2 separate regions of the Mus musculus genome follow, and region 1 is linked to region 2. A link is a contact called in public promoter capture Hi-C data. All regions are on one chromosome and are shown on one strand. The core of a region is the stretch at or near the end of the contact, and the rest is flanking DNA. Distances in the headings are between cores, read along the strand shown. Region 1 overlaps Xpot (exportin, tRNA (nuclear export receptor for tRNAs)). Region 2 overlaps Gm35696 (a long non-coding RNA gene).

The links. Capture Hi-C pulls out chosen DNA fragments and counts their contacts.
Region 1: a promoter capture Hi-C map of pancreatic islet shows a contact between it and region 2. The contact joins two enhancer-like sites. A contact is called at or near these places in 2 of 484 Hi-C or Micro-C datasets (the N1E-115 cell line and regulatory T cells), 3 of 115 datasets of contacts at active chromatin or transcription factors (embryonic stem cells, intestinal villus epithelium and pancreatic cancer cells) and 3 of 9 other capture datasets (adipose tissue, liver and pancreatic islet).

The regions. Positions count from the first base shown.
Region 1 is chr10:121,605,855-121,612,875 of GRCm38.p6, forward strand. It overlaps Xpot (exportin, tRNA (nuclear export receptor for tRNAs)), which reads right to left. Exons shown (of 25, transcript NM_001081056.2): 9 at 5,622-5,858; 10 at 3,843-3,881; 11 at 3,270-3,332; 12 at 1,657-1,781; 13 at 1,145-1,289; 14 at 867-986; 15 at 387-481. Among named protein-coding and RNA genes, the nearest start is that of Gm35816, 9.8 kb to the left of the region's middle. Within about 2 kb of position 3,732, at least 13 of the 459 cell types and tissues checked have an H3K27ac peak or open chromatin away from gene starts, as enhancers often do. A contact at or near this core is called in pancreatic islet, where this site is marked.
Region 2 is chr10:121,519,762-121,526,435 of GRCm38.p6, forward strand. Gm35696 (a long non-coding RNA gene) reads left to right here. Exons shown (of 3, transcript XR_872130.3): 2 at 3,036-3,207; 3 at 5,873-6,674. Among named protein-coding and RNA genes, the nearest start is that of Gm35696, 13 kb to the left of the region's middle. Within about 2 kb of position 1,415, at least 93 of the 459 cell types and tissues checked have an H3K27ac peak or open chromatin away from gene starts, as enhancers often do. A contact at or near this core is called in pancreatic islet, where this site is marked.

The DNA of each region.
Region 1 (7,021 bases), core at 2,482-4,981, 88 kb after region 2:
ACGGAAGGGTACTTATGAAGAACACTATGTACAGCAGGCTGTGTTACGGTGACTTTCAAGCTGGGCATCTCCACACATCCTGGTGCTGGATGGAGGGAGGCAGGGGCAGAGCAAGCTAGACTCTGTCATCTCCAGGACCAAGAAAACCAACAAAAAATATGCACCGTGGCCTAGGGAGACGACGCTCGCTCAGTCTCAGCACGTGGACGCGCTGACTGCAAACCCGCTGGCCCGACCGAGTGTGTTCCCTGCTCCCACCGTGGGAAGGCTGTCTCCTCTTCACATTCGCCACAGCACGCATGTACTGCTCACCCCAGACATCCAAACCACACCCACCCTCAGCGGCCTCCGCAAGCACACACGCAGCACCGAAAGCCGATACTTACTTGAGAGATTTGACAAATCTAGAAAACAGGTAGGCGGTTCTGCTCCGGACTTTAGCACTGGAATGCCACAGACCTCTGTGATCTAAGAAAGCCATCTAAGGGAAGAGACACTCATTAGCTCTGCTCCCACTCAAGGACTCCATTGTCATGCTGCATTTAAGACAGGGTTTCTCTGTGCAGCCCTGGCTGTCATGGAACTCGCTCTGTGTCCTGGCCTCAAGCTCACAGAGATCTGCCTGCCTCTGCCCCCTACAACACCCAGCACCGTACTACAATTCTGCTCACATCAAACTGTACACTTTAATAGGCAGGGACCAGGAATTCAGAAGTAATGTCATATTACACACAGATAGGCCCTGAAGGACTGGGTTTAGTAACTGTCTCTCAGGTTTAGATAACCTCTTAATTCTGAGAAAAGCTACAAACAACAAAGACAGAATGCGAGCTGGACACTCAAAGCAGAGCGTGGCGCACACTTACGAGTACACACGGAATGTGCTGAGGTTCAACTGTGAAAAACTTCTCATAGCGAACAACAGTTTCAAAGAACTCCAGGGTCACAGACGTGTGCTGGTAGGAGCTGACTCCTGATGTCACCAGCTGGAGAGGAAATGGAGAAACTATCCTTGCTTACTGTAGCATCCAAAGGTCCCGCTGTAAAAATCACGCCGAGCTCTAACCATTACGACCCCCTGTGAGCTTACAGCACGGCACAAAGGACAAATACGTTTCCGGGGAAGGACCCTCAGTATACCTACCGTCCGCATCATGTCCTGCAAAGCACTCGCTTTTGACACGTCACCTGAGAAGTGAGCGCCGTGGGACACCGGGAGAGCTTCCGCCAGCATGTACAGCAACCGCACGGCTACTTCAACCTCCATGAAGCGCGTGGTCTGCCAGTTCCTACCAAGGCACAGTATCGTATGTCTGTGAGATCTCAACGTGAACATTCTGTAGTACTTTAGATACACAGGACAGAAACCCACCACAGTCCTCTCAACGACATTGCCACCTGCTCCTCTAATGAGCCCTCATTATCCACACTCCTGTAACCAACCCAAGGAAACCCAGGGTTCCCAACAACCATGGGAGGGGAAAAGAGACAGAAACAGCATGAGGGTGAAGGTGGTGGGAACACATGCAACGCAACTTAAATCACAGAGGTAGAGACAGGAGATATCACAGAAGCAAAGCAAGCTGTTTGCAGACCCGTGAGGAGAGGTGAACACGACGGAGCCGAGAGGAGAGCTTACTCAGGCGGAAGACTTACTGCAGCGTGGCACTGAAGACCCTGCGAACAGAAGCCAGCACGAGCTCCGGGGACACCTGAGCAAGTCTGTCCAACAGTAACTTCAGCTGTTTTCTGTATTCTACAAACATGGCTTCATCTTCACCCTGTGACACAAGTTAAAAGCCCTGTCTTAAAGTTTTAAGGCGCCAGCATCAAGATGACTCAGCTATTAGGAGCACTCAGGGTGGGAGGAGGGAGCCAACACCCAAAGCTGTCCTCAAGTCTCCACAGCCATACCCTGGCCCGCGCTCACAACTGCACACACAATAAGGATGGATATATCTATCTATATCTATCTATCTCAACCATTCACGCACACACACGTACACACACATCAATACACATAGACCCCTATATATTTAATTTTGAGATCTTAAAATTACATAATTGATCAGTTACCTCATGCCTTTTATCTTCAAATAATTAAAAAAAAATCATAACGGCTCAGCAGCACTTCCCTTCTGCTGCTCATTAACTAGTAATTCCAAAATTAACCATAGCCATCAAAGGCCTGGGTCCTAAGGCCCCTGGAGGAGGGCAGGGCCAAGCATTAGGGTATGGGGCCGCATCAGGTTTGAGACTTGCCTGTGCTCTCTGCTCCCCCTCCCCACCAAATACTGACAACATTAGGAAGGCCTGGGGCTGCTGTGTTGCTCACTGTCACTATTACTCTGTGACATCCATTTCTAATACAGCATCTTAGCACACGGCTAACCAACATGTGCCCGAGTTTCCAGGAAGCAGTGGACAGCCCCTGAAATTAGCAGGAGGCTGATGCTCACGAGCCTGGACAAGTCTTGTAGCTGAACAAGTCCGGGCAGGGAAGGCCCCTTCTCACCCTCCCTACTGGCTGGTGACCTGAGGCCTGTTGACTGGGCCTTGATCCAGCACTCTGATTAAACGTAAACCGAGAGAAGATCATCGGGTACCGCTTTTCTTTCCTTTCCTGCCATAGACATAATCCAGGACCTGCGTGTAATAAGCAAACGCTCTACCACTGACCTGCACCCCAAACACACACCATTTTTTTAAAAAATAGGATTCTTGTTTTTTTGTTTTGAGAAAGACTCTCACTACGCAGCCCAGTACGTAGCCCAGGCTGGCTTCACATTTATGACAGTATTTTTTTTCTAAGGCTGCCAACTGCTGGGATTTCAGGCATGCGCGCGTGCGTGTGTGGTGTGTGTCATGTTCTCTCATGAAGGCCTGGGACTCGGTGTCTAGGCCAGGCAATGTACTCCAGGGATCCACCCCCCCACTTGCCTTCCTCGCTCTGGGACAACAAGCTCACATCACCAAGTCCAGCCTTCCAGTCATTAAGCCCTGATCTTAATGCTTACACAGCAAGCACTTTGCCAGATGCCCCCCAACCCCTTAGACAACGAAGGATTCAGAGGTCTCTGTAAGTGTCACCCCAAACTAGCAGTGATACAAATAACTCCACCAGTATAAACAAGGTTGATTAAAACACACTAAATTTTTTTTTTTTTTTGGTTTGGTTTAAAGGGCTCTAAAACTAAAATATAAATTACTAATTTGCTGCAAACAAACAATAAAATTAAAACTTTTTTCTTTGGTGCACAACTCCTTACCTCATTTTCAAAGTTATATTCTTCATCATAAGTCAATTTTTTCATAACGGCCAACATGATTGCCTAAAATCAGTAATAAAATAGCATGTTAGTTCTTTTTTTGTTGTTTTTCGAGACAGGGTTTCTCTGTGTAGCCCTGGCTGTCCTGAACTCACTCTGTAGACCAGGCTGGTTGTTCTTTTTAATCTGGAAGTCTCCAAGGCAAGACCATCAGCTTTAGATGGTCTTGCCTCACCCACTGCAAGGGCTCAGGGAATCTCATGGGAGCAGAGGTGGAAGCGAGACATGGGGTGGAGTCTGCCTTGAAGGGAGACTACTTAAGACTCAGGAAACAAACAACTCACCAGAAGTCCCTAAAGCTCACCAGCCTCACTAAGCCCCGCCCCCCCAGGGCCCTTCACCCAGGAAGGACTGCAGGGAATGGACTCTAACACGTGGTGCAGAGAACTCCGAGACTGTGGCTTTTCAGTGAAGCAGCTGCCTCCATGGAGCAATCCCTCACCCACTGAGAGGTGAGGAACCCCGACTGACTTGGGAAAACAGATCTACACTGGTTTGAAAGAAGCCACTTACCTCTACATTAGCTTTTTGCTGATCCGAGAGCACAGGAAGCTTAAAATAAAAAGTAAACAACATTTACTTGGTTTTCTGATGCTATATTTGCTTATCAAAGTATTTTCTAATCAATTCTTCTAAGACATACACAATGGAGCTTCTGGCACAATTAGGGGTCAGAACATTTTCCAGCATTCACAGGTCCCCGGGTCTAATATGAAAATAAAATACACACATTTCTGCTGAGTAGTCTGACAGCAAATCTATAGTTAACAGATTCCCATTTAGATGTAATAATTTTGTCTAATAAATATCTTAATATATAGGCAAAAGATAATTAGATTGAGTCTTTTATCATATATTTAGAAAGAATTATGCTGTATGCATTGAAGGACGCTTTTGCTGTTTTGAGACTCACTATTTAGTCACGGTACCTGAAACTCATGCTATTGCCCAGACTGTCCTTGAACTCAGAGATCTACCTGTCACACCGACAGCTGAGATTAAAGGCATGCACAATCACGCTCAGCTTTTTACAAACAGTGCAAAGGAAAGCTAAGATAAATCACTGCGGGAAGATCAGTTTCTCCACTGCTATTCCCTTAACTCTGCATGTAAGCGGTTCTATTGCTAAGAATTAAGGGCTGGGTGGAGAGGAAGCTCAGCGGCAGGGCGTGCTGAGCATGGTCCAGGCTCTGAATTCAGTTCCCAGCACTGCAAACAAAACCTAACTCATCAGCCCACAGAGGGGTGATGGTGTGGAATGCTGACCTCTGAGCATGGAGGCCCCTGCACCCACAGAGTCAGCCCCTGTGGTTAACTTATCAGGAATGGGCCACCAGCACTCTGACGAGGATTGCAGGAGGAAGGGGAAGGGGAAGGGGGTCCATGAGGCCCCACCCCTTCCTTGAGGAGCTGTTATAGCTGCTAAGGAACAGGGAGAGATTTTCTTCAGTGATGCAGCCTCTGGGAGGGGGCTCATGCTCTGTATACAACCCCTCGCCTACACTCCTATGAACAACTGTAATGAAATTCATTAAACCCCAAAGGACATCAAAGCAGGACTCAGAAGGAGACAAAGGTACCGGTAGGACAAGAGGGGACAAGAATGGGTAATGGGGGAGAGGTGGGATTGAAATGTATTATATACATGTATAGAAGTCATTCGGAAACACTAAGTATAATTAGTATGTAGGAACAAAACTGTAGCAGAGTAGGAATGGCCTCTCATCCTGTGTCAGGATGGAGTTAATGAATCTTTACAACACTGCACAGCACCGTATGGAAACCACAACATTTCATGCTGTTACTGGGAAACCACTGTCAAAGGGAGGAATTTAACACATTTCCACTATGTGCGGGGACAAATTCAGTTTTAAAACAACAGAAACAAAGAAAACAAGCCCAGGCTGTGTTTATGACTTAGGTGTGTGTGTCATGCTGCTCAAGCTGGTCTTGAACTCGCAGCAGAGCCGTCCACAACCCTGAGCCCAGCGCCCACCCATCCCAAGTGCTGCGTTCCCAGGCATGGCTCACATGTCCAGCCCAAAGTCTGCAACTTAATCACTGTTTGTCTAAATTTAATTTTTAAAGTAACAACTAAAAAAATACAAAATGCAGTAAATAATTAATATGATATATATAGATATACATCTATATCTATATATATATGTGTGTGTGTGTGTGTGTATCTATCTACCCATCTATATAACTATCATCTATATGTGTGTCTTGTCTTTTTTAGTATTTTCACTTTTTATCAGTTCTTTCTATATCCAAGAGACAGCACTGGCTTACCTGTTTCAGGATATGGAGATAATCATAACAAAACCCAATGATGTTGGAGGAAATGTCATCGTCCTCGTGAACTAGCAGCTGTAACATAAGTGGCACTTTTGTCTCAATAGCTTCCAGTGCCTCCTGCGCATTCTTGACAGCCCCATTCTTAATTAATTTAGTCCAGCTAACTATTAACGACTGTCCCATTCCATTTACCAGCTTAGAAAATCTGGCCACGAAGTCCAAATCTTCTTCCTAGAAGCAAGAAGCAAAGCCCTGGATTACATCCGTCTGCCTTGGGCAGGAGGAAAACCTCTGACCCTTAGCCAATTACAGGGCTCAATGTAAAAAGACAAATGATGCAATCCGTGATTGACGCACAGGGGTTTGTGTGGGTGGGCGAATGTGCCACAGTCAACAGCCAGCTCCTCCCTCTACCACGGCTCTCAGGGACGGCACTCAGGCCACAGCATCTCAACGGAAGTGCTTTTACCTGCTGAGCACTCCCCTGCACCCCAGAACTCAACATTAAGACAACTACCAATTTTGTCAATGTGATAGAAACATTATCAGAATTTGAATTTTTCTGCAACCATCATTATCCAATAGTACTTTAAAAGCAACTTAAATGTTTGCCTGCATGTACATCCATGCAACATGTATGCCTGGTGCTTAGAGAAGCCGGAAGAGGGCACAGGGTCCCCAGGAACTGCAGTTACAGACTCTGGAAGACAGATGCCCAGTGTTCTTAACCACCCAGTCATTTCTCCATTAGCAACTGTATTTTATGTGTGAGTACACTGTAGCTGTCTTCAGACACACCAGAAGAAGCCATCAAATCCCATTACAGATGGTTGTGAGCCACCATATGGTTGCTAGGAATTGAACTCAGGACCTCTAAAAGAGCAGTCAGTGCTCTTAGCCCATAGTAACTGTATTTTAATGAAGATAGTCCTGTGGATATTACCAATCTTGTTAAAATAAATAAATAAATAACAGGGGTGGGTGGGTAGGCGTAAATGAAAGAAATCTTTGACCCTTCTTCCCTAAGTGCCCATTACTGAGCACAGTCTATGACATCAATGCTGCTGCACTGTGTGTAACACTTACAACAGTCCTTCCTTTCTGAGACTGTTTCACTCAGGCCTTAACTTTCCTACAAAGACACAAAGTTACTACATGGTGGCGGGCTTCCAAGTCTCTGCCAGTGGTACAGGAAGGCCTGGGTTATTTAATTACCCTTCAACCGTCCTCCCATAGAGACAGGGGCTCTATCTTTGAGATTATTTTCTTAAGCAACCTCAGATTCTAAGGAAGACGGGAGAAGGTAATAATAAAGCTATCCTGGGTCCATGAAGAAGGATCCTCCTAATGCCGCGTTACTGTCATTGTCACCAGTAAAAAGCTGTCTCAGGATC
Region 2 (6,674 bases), core at 165-2,664:
TACAAGTGTGTGTCACCATGCCCTGATTTTTTGACATGGGCTTTTGGGCTCAAACTTGTGTCTTTTTGCTTGCAGGGCAAAGGCACCTACTAAACCATCTCCCCGGTCCCTGAAGCCCAGGCTGACCTCACACTTCCTCTGCTGTGAACCTTGACCCCTGCCTCCACCTCTATGGCTGGGACCACAGGTCAAGTTTACAGTTTCTCTTTCATTTTGGGAGACAGAGTCTTTCTCTGTAGCTCAGGCTAGCCTGAGATCTCATCATGTAACTGTGGCAAACCTCTTGCCTCAGCTTCCTATGTCTTGGGATTAAGGTATACAGCACTGGCTAGCTATGTATGTATGTATGTATGTATGTATGTATGTATGCATGCATGTATGTATGTATTTATTTATTTAATGTGACGTTAAAGTGAAACCCGGGACTTCGTGAATTATTCTAGATGAGCTACTTTCCCATTCCTAAATATATTTCATTTTGAAATTTTATCTTTAGACTTCTTTATTTTATATGCATCGGTGTTTTGCCTACATATGTGTATAGACACCGCATGCATGCCTGGTACCTGAGAAGGTCAGAAGAGGGGGTGGGATCTCTGGAACTAGAGTTATAGATGTCTGTGAGTCAACATGTGGGTACTGGGAATTGAACTCAAGTCCTCTGCAAAAGTAACAAGGGCTCCCAATCACCGAGTCGTCTCTTCAAGTCCCCTCAGCCCTGAATACACTTTAAAGGAGGACTTACAGTTGAAAAGAGTTTTAACACAGTATTTTGGCGGATTAGTTGGTAAGACATCTGGTGTGCATATAGGAACTTGAATGTGGATTCCCCGAATCCATCGTCAGACCAGGCTTTTTATGTGAGCGACCAAAACGCAGGTTCTCTTGAGCATAGAACAAGTACTTGATCAACTTTACTGACTTTCTAGCCCTCTACTTTAAAAACATCGATACAATGTCTACAGCTGGTGACTATTTGTTACAGTCTTATAGAGAACAAAAAGAGAGGAATTTGAAGTTTCATAAAACAAGAGAAATACTACTTAAGAAGCTAAAAATGCTAGTTCTCCTGACTTGCTCACTCCACATCATATGCATGTAGCCAATTTTGACTCTGTGCCTTTGTGGCAGGAGGGGTGTTGAGACAGACAAAGCCCTGGCTGTCGTGGAACTCACTGCATAAACCAGGCTGGCTTCAAACTCACAACAGAGATCAAAGAGATGGCCTGTCTCTGCCTCCTGAGTGCTGGGACAAAAGGTGTACCCTACCAGCCAGGCTGACTCTGTGCCCTTTATATATGCACAAATAGTATCTGCCCATTAGGAACGGAAGGTGAGTCATACAAGCTGTGGGGTTCAGGTACCCTTTGAGTCACTTCCTGGAGCATTTGTTTAATTAAACTTTACACTGTGCTCAAGTCAAACAGGCATGCTTGTCTCTGGAGCTCCACAGAGGGCCTCTGAGTCATCCGATTAAGGTATCCAGATGCTACTCCAAATCCATTCTAGTCTCCAGGAGAGGAGGGCGCCTTCTGAAGCTATTGTTAAGGCTGGAACATCTCGGAGGGACTCCCACCCACAGCAATCTATCATCCATTACCAAGAAGGAAGCCATCCGGCTGCCAGCAGGGCCCTTATTCAAGCCCCTTACCGATTCCTCATGGGCTCCCTCAGCTCCTGCCAAGTGTAATTAAGCTGTGGCGTGGGGACCTCCACATGCGAGCCACACATGTAGAACAAACTCTTCAAAAGAGCCTCGGCCTTTCTGATTAAGAGTCAGTTTGGCGAGCAAAGAACAAGGGCCGAACTGTGTTGTGTATCTGGTCTTTCGTGCTCGGTGTTAGTTGGGGGGTGGGGGTGGGGGTGGGGCAGGGAGAGTGAGCCTCTTGATTCCAAAGAGTGCCTCTTACACAGAAAGGCGGCTGAACTGTGTTGAGAAACTTCAGACAAGATACTGAGAGATCATTTCAATCTAGTGCCCAGACTTTGGAAAAAATTAGCAGCTTTTTAGTAAGAAACCTACATGTCAGGAGAGGGATGTTAACGTTTGCAGAGGAGTGGTCATTTTTGCCCTATCCTGGCACTTCTGGAATCTTAGCAGGTACAGAGGATAGAGGTGCTGGAGTGGTGACAGGAACCAGCTGAGGCCCTTAAGCAGGCCATCACCCCCACTAGCTAATGTCGCTTCTCAGCTGTCCCATTTCTCATGGTTCTAGTCACCCCAAGACAAGCTTGATCTGAAGATATTAAGTGAGAGACTGCAGAAATCTGTAATTCCTGAGTTGAAAAATCATTACTGTTGCTATATTTTCGAGACAGTGTCTCTGTCATCCAGGCTGTCCTGAAACTCACTGTATAGCCCACAGTATTTTTAAACCATGGTAATCCTCCTGCCTCAGCCTCCCAAGTGGTAGGATTAATATCATAAGGGTGAACCCACCATGCCTGGCTTAAAGAATGTTTATTGGGCTGGTGAGATGGCTCAGCAGGTAAGAGCACTGACTGCTCTTCCGAAGGTCCTGAGTTCAAATCCCAGCAACCACATGGTGACTCACAACCACCCGTAATGATATCTGACTCCCTCTTCTGGTGTGTCTGAAGTCAGCTACAGTGAGTGTACTTATGTATAATAATAAATAAATCTTTAGGCTGGAGCAAGCAGGGACTGAGTGAGTGGGAGTTGACCAGAGCAGAGGTCTTAAAAATTCAATCCCCAACAACCACATGAAGGCTCACAACCATCTGTACGGCTACAGTGTACTCACATATGTAAAATAATTAAATAAATAAATCTTTAAAAAGAGAATGTTTATCATAGTGTTTCTTTAGTAATCATTGCTGATCTTTTACTATGTCTAATTAATAAGAAATTTTTGTAGGTATGCACATATAGAAAAATATATCTAAATAGGGTTTGGGACTTCTTTGAGGTTCAAAGTGTCAACTGAGGACTTAGAGCACACCTATATTACAGGTGTGTCCCTAAGACTCTAATGTCACTTGAAGTTTTCTCTCTCTGTGTTTCATGCTTACAGTTCAAGACGGGAAGCCCCAGCATCAAGTGTCTGCCGCCACTTCTGCTGCCTGCTGCCTGCTGCCATGCTTCCCCGCCAGGATAGACTCTGACCTGCAGGAATTATCAGCCCCAAAACAAACCTTTTCTTCTATAAGTCACCTTGTTCATGTGTTTATGACAATGCCGGAAAGGTAATAAATACCTCAGAAAAAACAACCATCACAATTCCAAGTTCATGTTCTGTGGGCATGGAAAACAAGCCTTTCAACAGCCTGCCCCTGTGCATCCGAGTGACTGGCAGATTAAAGCCCTGTGCTCTTTGACAAATCCGTTGGCCTACCCTACCATGTTATTTATAAAATTGTGATACGCCCTAAGGAAAGACATAATGATAAAGAGCTGTCACGGATCTGATTGGCTGAGGCTACCTGGGCAAGCCACAGGTTCATTCTTCCAGCATGTGAATGGCAGGCAGAAGCTCAGAATGCTGCAGGAGCAAGTGACATGTCTTCCTACCTGGCCGTTCCTTTTGCTGGGGTGTCTTACTTCATAAGAGGACATGCAACTCAGCCACTTGCCATTCTGAGGACAGTCCAGATGTAGCAGGTCCCGGCAGTGAGCGTGGCAGATATATTTACCTTCTGAAACAGAAAACGCAGACGGCTTTTGTGAAGATGAACAGGGCTCTCTGTCCACCCCATAGGCAAAGGGAAATCTAAGTCCCGCAAACAACATAACCCAAAGTAATGAGAACAAATTAGCCCCGTCAGTTCACAAGAAAAGGCTAAACTGCTAAAAGTTCTAGGCAATCCTGGATTTCGCTGAGACGCAGTCAGGGCTTTATTGTCTCTTTATTATCTTTTATAAAAGCAGGGTATTGGGTATGTTGGCTGATTGTTTTTTGAGATACAGTCTCATCCCATAGCCTACCTGACTTCACCTCAAGCTCTTTGTTTTATTTTGGTTTTGTTTGTTTGTTTGTTTGTTTGTTTTTAAAGATTTATTTTATATATATGAGTACACTGTTGCTGTCTTCAAGACACAGACACACCAGAAGAGGGCATCAGATCTCATTACAGATGGTTGTGAACCACCATGTGGTTGCTGGGAACTGAACTCAGGACCTCTGGAAGAGCAGCCAGTGCTCTTAACCACTGAGCCATTTTCTTAACTTTATTTTATGTGGGTGTTGCATGTATGTCTGTATATGACATGTTGCATGCATGTCTGTATATGACATGTTGCATGTATGTCTGTATATGACATGTTGCATGTATGTCTGTATATGACATGTTGCATGTATGTCTGTATATGACATGTTGCATGTATGTCTGTATATGACATGTTGCATGTATGTCTGTATATGACATGCTCATGGGGGCAAAAGAAGATATCAAATCCCCTGAACCAGGAGTTACAGATGGTTGTGAGCCATCATGTGGGTGCTGAGAATCAAACATGGGCCCAGGGTTCTTTTTTTTTCCTTTAAAGATTTACTTATTATACATAAGTACACTATAGCTGTCTTTAGACACACCAGAAGAGTGCATCAGATCTCATTATGGGTGGTTGTGAGCCACCATGTGGTTGCTGGAATTTGAATTCAGGACCTCTAGAAGAACAGTCAGTGCTCTTAACCTCTGAGCCATCTTTCCAGCCCAGAAGCAGTGTTCTGAGGTTTTTGTTTTTTTTGTTTTTTCGAGACAGGGTTTCTCTGTGTAGCCCTGGCTAACCTGGAACTCACTCTGTAGACCAGGCTGGCCTCGAACTCAGAAATCCGCCTGCCTCTGCCTCCCAAGTGCTGGGATTAAAGGCATGCGCCACCACTGCCCGGCTTAGCAGTGTTCTTAGTGACTGAGTTATGCTCTAGGCTCTGGCCCCAAGCCCCTTACTGTCTTGCCTCCACCTCCCTAGTGACAGAATCACAGGTGTACACAATCATGGTTGATTCACAATTTTTAAAAAAATGCAACAAAGTTCACAATGCATGAACTTCATGGTTTAAAGAGCAAAACCCAGTTGTTTTTAGTACGGTTAAAATATTGCTAGATCATCACTGCTATCTCCTAACCATGTCTGTCTTCCCAGAAAAATACTCCATACAGTGGGCACCGCCCATTCCCATTTCTCTAACAACCATTCATGTAATTTCTGTCTCTATGGATTTTCTTATCCTGGATATTTTATACAAGTGGCTTTTTTTTTTCCCTCTAAGAACTTTGACTCAGTAGACTATTTCCAAGGTCTGTCTGTGACAGCCTGACCAGCACCTCATCTGTTTGTGCGGATGAGTGAATGACCAAAATCTGATTCTTCGCTTATCACTTGATGGATTTAGGCTTGTTCCTTCTGTCTGTCTGCACTAACTACCTTTGCTGTGGTAACCCCCCCCCCAACTATGATATAAAAAAAACTAGACAATAGTAATAGAATACATGTGCTATGAAAGGGGGCAATACTGGGGTGAAAGGCTTAGGCAGGGGTGGGAGGGGGAAGAAACAAAGTGGAGGGGGTGTAGGGAGGTTAACTGGACCGACAGATACGTGGAAAAGCCTATGGAGAACTGCTACTTTGTAAGCTAACTTAAAAATATCAATAAAAAGCCTGGCAGTGGTGGCATTCCCCTTTAATACCAACACTGAGAAGGCAGAAGCAGGCAGATCTGAGTTTGAAGCCAGCCTGGTTTACAGAGTGACTTCTAGTATAGCCAGGGCTATACAGAGAAACCCTGTTCCAAAAAACCCCATATATATATATATATATATATATATATATATATATATATATATACATATACATATACATATACATATACATATATATGATGTTTTTATATCTTATTTATTTGATTTCTAGGGAGGAAAGGTTTCCTGTGGCTTACTGTTCAGTGACACACAACCTATCAAAGCATGGTGCAGAAGAGCAGAACAAGAGGCAGCTCTGAGTGCTTGTTGGCCAGCTTTCTCTACATAGCCCTGGCTGTCCCTGAACCCACTATATACAACAGGCTGACCTTGAACTCACACGCACCACCACACCCAGCCCCATGCAAAAAGAGCCAGTCCCTACTCCAACCCCAGAAGTGGGTAGGCTGGGAAGAAGGCTTCGGCAGCAGAGTATCGCTGCCTTCAGGAGGAGACACGGCAGCTTAGGAGGGCCAAGGAAGGCTTGCCTTCATCCCAGGTTATACCTAAGGTGAAGTGCTCTAGGCATGGACCACCTGGACTTAAGGGGGTTTGGGAGGTCACCTCTTCCTTTGGCTATGGTCTTCTTCACAAGGCTAGAGGGACATATTTACAGCTATCACCTCTGACTCTAGATATCATCCTTTGGGTAACCAGGAATGCAGTCTGTCTAAGTGGCCTCCAGTCTGATCTCAGGGCCAACACAGGCCTCTCTTGTCTGAGCTCTTCTCTCAGAGTGGATGTCAACTGCTTACTCAGAAGCCTCAGGGCTGACAGCACATGCAGGTGGTGGTGCTGGAGAGATAGCTAGTGGGACAGTGCTGTTGATTAGCTTTAGACACAGGGATAGGGTCCACTCATCCAAGGCCTCAAGTGTTCTAAAGATTGAAGCTGGGGGCTGGAATAGAAGCAAGGATAAGATACAGGCCCATAAACGTCTATTGAGGCTACAGAGATGGCTCAGTGGTTAAGAG